2 separate regions of the Mus musculus genome follow, and region 1 is linked to region 2. A link is a contact called in public HiChIP or PLAC-seq data. All regions are on one chromosome and are shown on one strand. Each heading gives the region's core, a stretch centred on a gene start, on an enhancer-like site or on the middle of the called end of the contact. The rest is flanking DNA. Distances are from core to core; before and after follow the strand shown. Region 1 overlaps Lyzl4os (lysozyme-like 4, opposite strand). Region 2 has its middle 6.1 kb from the start of Trak1.

Region 1 (3,096 bases), core at 349-2,848, 240 kb after region 2:
GGATTGCCATCTTGGGATGAGTCTGTATTTAACACAAAATAAGCAGAGCCCGGCAATGAGAGGCACCAGGTCTTCTGAGGGCTCAGGTCCTTCATTAGCACATGGGTGGGAAGATACCCATGTGCTGATGCACTGGGAACAGCCTACCTGTAACTTTAATTTTTCAATCCCCATTTTTAATGATGGTTCTTAAACGCAATGACCTCCCTTAGAAGGTATCTTCCCACCCATGTGCTAATGAAGGACCTAGAACCCGTTACCCACTGGAGCCACCCACAGCTACACGAACTGGGTTCCTGAAGGGGAAGCTGAATGAAAGATGGCGAGAGAAATATGAGACCAAGACAAAGAAACTGATCAAGGCCCAAAGTTTACTTAAGAGTCTGAGCTTATAAAGGGGGAAGGCCCATCCGCCACCATGCCAAGTTCTTGATGCTTTGTCGCCAGGCTGTCAGCACTTGGTCACCAGGCTGTTGCTTATTCATGAAGGTCTCAGGAAGACAGGTTCAGCCTCTCGGCTGGTAGGCAGCATCTTGGAGAAAAGTGCTGAGGCGGCAGAGCAATAGACCTATCTAGGTCGGAAGACTCTACCCTAGGTGGTCTCATTCACAGAGGTGGAACAGGTCTGAGCCAGCCTGCTCAAGGCTGGGGGAGGCTACAACCCACCAGAGGTAGTGGAAAAGAAAGGAGTATATGGGGGAAGTGGACCTGTTTAGAAATGGTACTTTGGAGCAAATCCCATCTGTGCAGTCAGGAAGCCAGCAGTTCAGCTTACAGATCAGCAGCGGCAGCTTCATCCACTTGCAAACACTTCATGACTATACCAGCAGTCCATCGGTGGCACAGCCTAGCAGGAACATCCAACCCTCAGTCGAATCTGCAGGAGTCAACAGGAGGAGCCAGGACCATCGGGGATGACAGGAGAAGTTCTCGGCTGTGCCTCTCTCAACAAAGTGAAGATCAGCAAAGACTGGAGATCAAGAAGCATTGCAAAGGCTAGCACTATAAGCAAGCTCCTCTCACAGTCCGTTGAGTCCTGTTTATACTCCCTCCAAACATCACGTGACCTCCAAGTGTCTCACCCTGTGTCAGCTGACATCACTCTGCCAATCAGTCGGAGTCCAAGAAAGCGGCAAGAAGCTGCCACCAGAAGTTTATGGTGTGTTTCTTTCTATGGAGTTCTGACAAATGGAGCTCAATGGCACAATGAAAGGCGGACCAATACATGCGTGTTGTTAGCAAAGAATTCTTCACCATGTGTCCTTTCACATGCTTGCTTTAGAAATATCCTTTCACCTGTGTCTGCTTCAGGAAAACACTCCTTCATGTGTTTGCCCAGCAAAACACCATCCATCACAACTGACTTTCCAAAGGATGCTGCTTCAAGGATGTTTGAGCACAGCTCTTCAAGCGTGTCTTCCATGTGTCCTTGATACATGGCATTAATTCTCTGGGTCCCACCATGCTGGGCTTAGAGGACTGTGCTCAGTGCTTTTTCTACTGGTGTGATAAAAATACCCAATGTAAGGGAGAAAGGATTGTCTGGCTCACAGTTGGGAGCAGAGACCCAAGGCTGCTGACACTCAGCTTCACTTCCTCATCTTGCAATTCAGGAACCAGACCAGAGAATAGCACTGTTGACTTTTATGGTCGTTCTTCCCACCTCATTTGACCAAATCAAGACCACCCCTCACAGGCAAGCCCAGAAGCTGGTCTCCTAGGTGATCTAGAGCCTGTCAGGTTGGCACTAGCCATTATGAAAACACTGTATTACATGTGAGGTCAGTCTTCACTGTCATGTAATCAGATTTAAAAGCACCCATAGTATTAGTGATGAACACCTTTAGGTGTCCAGAGAGAATTAACTGAGGTGGGGTGGGAGCACCCCAGGCCATGGGACAAGGCCCTGTCAAAGAAAGAGGGAGAAAGGAAGAAATTGAATTATTGAGTCCTGGCTCTCTGTCTCTCTGTCTCTCTGTCTCTCTTTCTCTCTCTGTCTCTCTCTCTGTGTCTGTCTGTCTCTCTCTCTCTGCTACTTTGTGTGAGGGTTTCACAATGGGAAAAGCCTCCTACACTTCAAGATGAATCAGGACTCAGAGGAAATGAGTAAGAACTCATGACCAGGGCCTGGGCTCAGTGATGTGGACGGAGTCCTCCACTTATTGCAGACACTAACTGCAGCCAACAGATTATTAGCAAAAAATGAAGGATCTCAAGTGCCAGGGTTATTTATAAAGAAACAGCTTCTGTGGCTTTGATAAATTTATCATGAAATGTCGTGCTGAAACCCAGTCCAGCCAGAGCTCAGTACAGCTGTGATCACAACTGGAGACATGCTGAAGGTTCTGGATGTAGGAACATCAAACACCTGAGTATGTGCATGTATGTATGAGTGCACATGTGAATGCATGCATGTTCTTACATGTGTTTGTATGTCTGTGTGTTCCAGCATATGTTTGTGTGCACATGTATGTGCATGTGTGTGCAAGCACATGTATTTATGTGTTTTGCAGGTGTGTTTGGGCACATGTGTGTGCAAGCACACATGTTTACATTTTGTGCAGGTGTATATGTGTGTGCATGCATGTATGTGTATGTGTGCATGGGCACATGCAGGGATAAAAGAATCATAAACTCTGCAGAGCAGAGGACGCTTTGGAAATAGCCCTTCCTAGGGACTGTGAGTTAATTAAACCTCCCCTTTAAAGCCTACTTACTTACTTTTCCTCCCTACAGGCCCTGAGCATATTAGACAAGCCCACAAGACCCATCTTTGTGGGTTTATGGGATACTAGCCAGGCTGCTGGACAGACCTGCCATCCCACACACCTGGCACAAGAGGACAGAGAGTCCAAGGTCAGTTTGGTCAATGTAGTGTGACTCTGTCTCAAAAATAAAGTAAAATAAAATAAAATAAAATAAAATAAAATATGACTGGGGCTATATACAGCTCAGTGATAGATCAGTAGCCCAGCATTTGCAAAGTCCTGGGTTCAATCCCCAGCACTGCTAAATACACACACATGTATACATAAATGGTATGGGAGTAAAGGGAGGGTGGGAGAGATAGGGAGGGAGTGGGGTAGGGCTTCTAGG
Region 2 (3,155 bases), core at 94-2,593:
TGTAAGGTGGTCTTAGGGAGCATGTTGTTTAGATTCAGGGTGACAGGAGGGCAAACAAAGGTCACAGACACACCATGGCCCAAAGTCAGCACAGCTTGTTCATTTCAGTGTCCCTGTCTGAGGTGTCTTTAGGGAGACACATGTTATCGCTGGTGATTTTGGCCTTTTCGGCTGACTGTGCTGAGGTTTCCTGGCCTAGCCTGCAGGAAGGGTGACCTAGATCCCAGGGTGAAGGACTGTTCCTCTACCCTTGTCCCTCCATTTCCCCTGTCATGATCCTGCCTCATCCCAGGCATATGCATATCCCATATGGAACCAGGGCTTCCAGTGACTGCCCTCCATGCCCAGCCTGAAGACTGGCTGGCCTTCTTAGGAGCTTGTTCCTAAACTAGAAAGGAGAACACAGGCTCTGTGTGTTCAGCCTCTTGTGCTTATGCCCAGGCGACTCTGGGCCTTTCCACACTCTCAGATTGGGACCACCTCCTGTCCTTATGCCCATGGCTTCACAAATGCAGGTGGCACCCCTACATTGTAGAGACCCCTGAGAAGCCCAGGGCTCCAGCCAGGAGGTGGTAGCTGAGGGGAGACTTCACCCCAGTGAAGGTTAGGAGGGAAATGGACAGAAAACACAGGAAACAGATATTGGCTACAAAAACATAAGAGGTTTTTTTTCTGTCCTGGCAGTGGTGGCAACACCTTTAATCCCAGCACTTGGGAGGCAGAGGTAGGTGGATTTCTGAGTTCGAGGCCAGCTTGATCTACAGAGTGAGTTCCAGGACAGCCAGGGATACACAGAGAAACCCTGTCTTGAAAAAGAAAAAAACGAAACAAAAAAAAGAGGTTTCTCTGAGGTAAAGTTTGGAGTTGAGGGAGCAGAAACCAGAGAAATGGAGAAATCCATTGTATGATATTCTAGAACAGAAAGGGACATTTGTGCCTTTGCGCCTTCACCCCCTGGGGTGTGCACCCCCCCCCCCCCGTGTGTGTGTGTGTGTGTGTGTGTGTGTGTGTGTGTGTGTGTGTGTGTGCTCTTCCCCCTGGTGTGCTCCTCCCCCTGGTGTGCACTCCCCCCTGGTGTGCACTCCTCCCCCTGGTGTGCACGCCTCCCCCTGGTGTATGCTCCTCCCCCTGGTGTATGCTCTTGGCCTGCCCCCATCCCCATTGTTATCTTTCTGGCACCCCTTTGTCTGCCAAAATGGCCAGGCTGCAGAACCTCTCACTCCTCTGCTGACTGGGGTCCCGTCTTCCCCTGGCTCCCCAGGCTGCAGCCAGTCAACCGCACAGCCCACAGTGTGCTGCCTTCACCCATGGGCAGGCTTTTCAAAAGCCCGTTTGTTTCCTCTATCTGGAAGAAAGCCCTGGCTTTGTGTGTGCCAGGCTTTGCTGGGGCCAGAGACATCCAGGATCTTCTCCTGAGCCTGTTTGCGTGAGGGGAAGCTGGGAGACGCAGCACTCAGTGGCAGGAAACGGCTTCACACTGGTCCCCTCCGCTGACTCTGTGTGGCCCCTTATTTCCTTACTTCTAAGTGGGGTTGCTAAACGTTCAGCTAAGAAGAGTTGGCCACACAGGGAGGTTAGCAACGGTGGGCAGCTCCCCGTGCTCCCTGCCAGCCTCAGAAGGGCCAGTAGTGGCACACTTGTGTAACTGTGTGCTGCCGTAGAGAGCCATTTCAAATGTAATTTTAGGGACATACAAGGCTCGCTTTCTTGGGCAGTCTGAGTAATTTTGAGAGTGGTGACTGGCATATGAGTTTGCTGTATGCAGAACACAGGGTTGATATGCCTTGATCACTGCTTTGTTATCATCTGCTACACGGTCTCTGTCTCGGGCGTGGGCACAGGAGGGCTGGGCTCAGCCACCTGCAGGGATCCAGCCCATGTCTCAGCAGCCGGAAGCTTAGCGTCCTCTTCCTGTCTCCACAGATGGTGCCTGGGGCTGTTGGAACGTGTGCACTATGCAGCCTCTGACCAGTTTTCTGCTTTGCGTGTGTGTACATGTGTGTGAGCTACCCATCCCCGCCTCCTCAGCACTAGCTTACAGGCTCCACCACCCGACTCTTGTTAGATGAGTGCTGGCCATAGAACTGAGACCCTCCCAACCCACTGGGCTGCTTCCCCAGCCCTTGGCCTCTTCTGGTGTACCATCCTGGCTGTTTGTTTATTTTTGCTTTTAGAGTTTGTAGACATCTTGAGTCGTTGGCAGAAAGCACAGTTAGAAATACTGTAGTAAGGGTTTCCGCAGACTCACACCCTGAGGTGGGCTATTTCCCCTTCTTCTGCATCCCCCCCCCCCCCCCCCGTTTTCCCCAGCCTGGGACTCTATTCAAGTCAGAAATTAGATGGGGGAGTCACATGGGTCATTGGGTGGCTGAGTGAGGCTCATTCCGGTCGTTAGGAGGTTAAGGTTAAGGCTGCTCTTCCAGAGGACCCAGGTTTGATTCTCAGCACTCACATAGCTGCTCACTGAGACCTGTAACTCCAGATCTGTGGGATACATCTTCTGGCCTCCCCCGGCACTGATCACCCTGCAGAGAGACATGTGGCAAAAAACACCCGTACACATGAAATAAATACATCTTTAAACATCTTTTTGAAACACCATACTTTTTTTTTTTTTGTATTTTGTTCCCTTTAATCTCACTTTTATGATTTTTGGATTTTTTTTCTTTCTTTGTTTGTTTGTTTTTCTGGAACTCTTCAGAACTAACCTGGTGGTGGATCATTTCAGGTTAACACAGGTTCCCAGAGTGGGAGCTCAGCCTTTCCTTCTCCCACTCCTGTGAAGATGTATACAGACATGTGTCATTTGTTAGACTGTTCCTGGCCAGTCAGTGTCCAGACCAGAGTCAGAACACAGCCGACACACAGAGGAAGCCATTACTCGCTCAAGACTGCCAGGGTAGCGCCAGCGTCCCTTAGCCTCATCTAAAGAATTCTCAAACTAAAGCACCGAGCATGGCTGGCAACCTGTGGAGGACTTCTGGCACGCCGACTTCCAGCCCTAGTACCCAGAATGCTTTGTGCTTTCTCACGAGGCTGCTTCTCCACTTTTCTGTGCATCTCTGCCGAGCAGGTGTGATGGGTCAGTTGGGTTCCACATGTCATCCTACAGAAAGCACCCATGTTCCAGGCCTCTCTTGCTTCTGTTTCCTTAG

Evidence for each region. HiChIP or PLAC-seq counts read pairs in DNA pulled down with a chosen protein or histone mark.
Region 1: a contact with region 2 is called in an H3K27ac HiChIP or PLAC-seq map of microglia, with 4 times the contacts expected there. The contact joins two enhancer-like sites.

The regions. Positions count from the first base shown.
Region 1 is chr9:121,596,198-121,599,293 of GRCm38.p6, forward strand. It overlaps Lyzl4os (lysozyme-like 4, opposite strand), which reads left to right. Exons shown (of 4, transcript NR_040740.1): 2 at 2,737-2,856. It also overlaps a transcript of Lyzl4 not described here. Among named protein-coding and RNA genes, the nearest start is that of Lyzl4os, 11 kb to the left of the region's middle. Within about 2 kb of position 1,599, at least 17 of the 459 cell types and tissues checked have an H3K27ac peak or open chromatin away from gene starts, as enhancers often do. A contact at or near this core is called in microglia, where this site is marked.
Region 2 is chr9:121,359,293-121,362,447 of GRCm38.p6, forward strand. It overlaps a transcript of Trak1 not described here. Among named protein-coding and RNA genes, the nearest start is that of Trak1, 6.1 kb to the right of the region's middle. Within about 2 kb of position 1,344, at least 195 of the 459 cell types and tissues checked have an H3K27ac peak or open chromatin away from gene starts, as enhancers often do. A contact at or near this core is called in microglia, where this site is marked.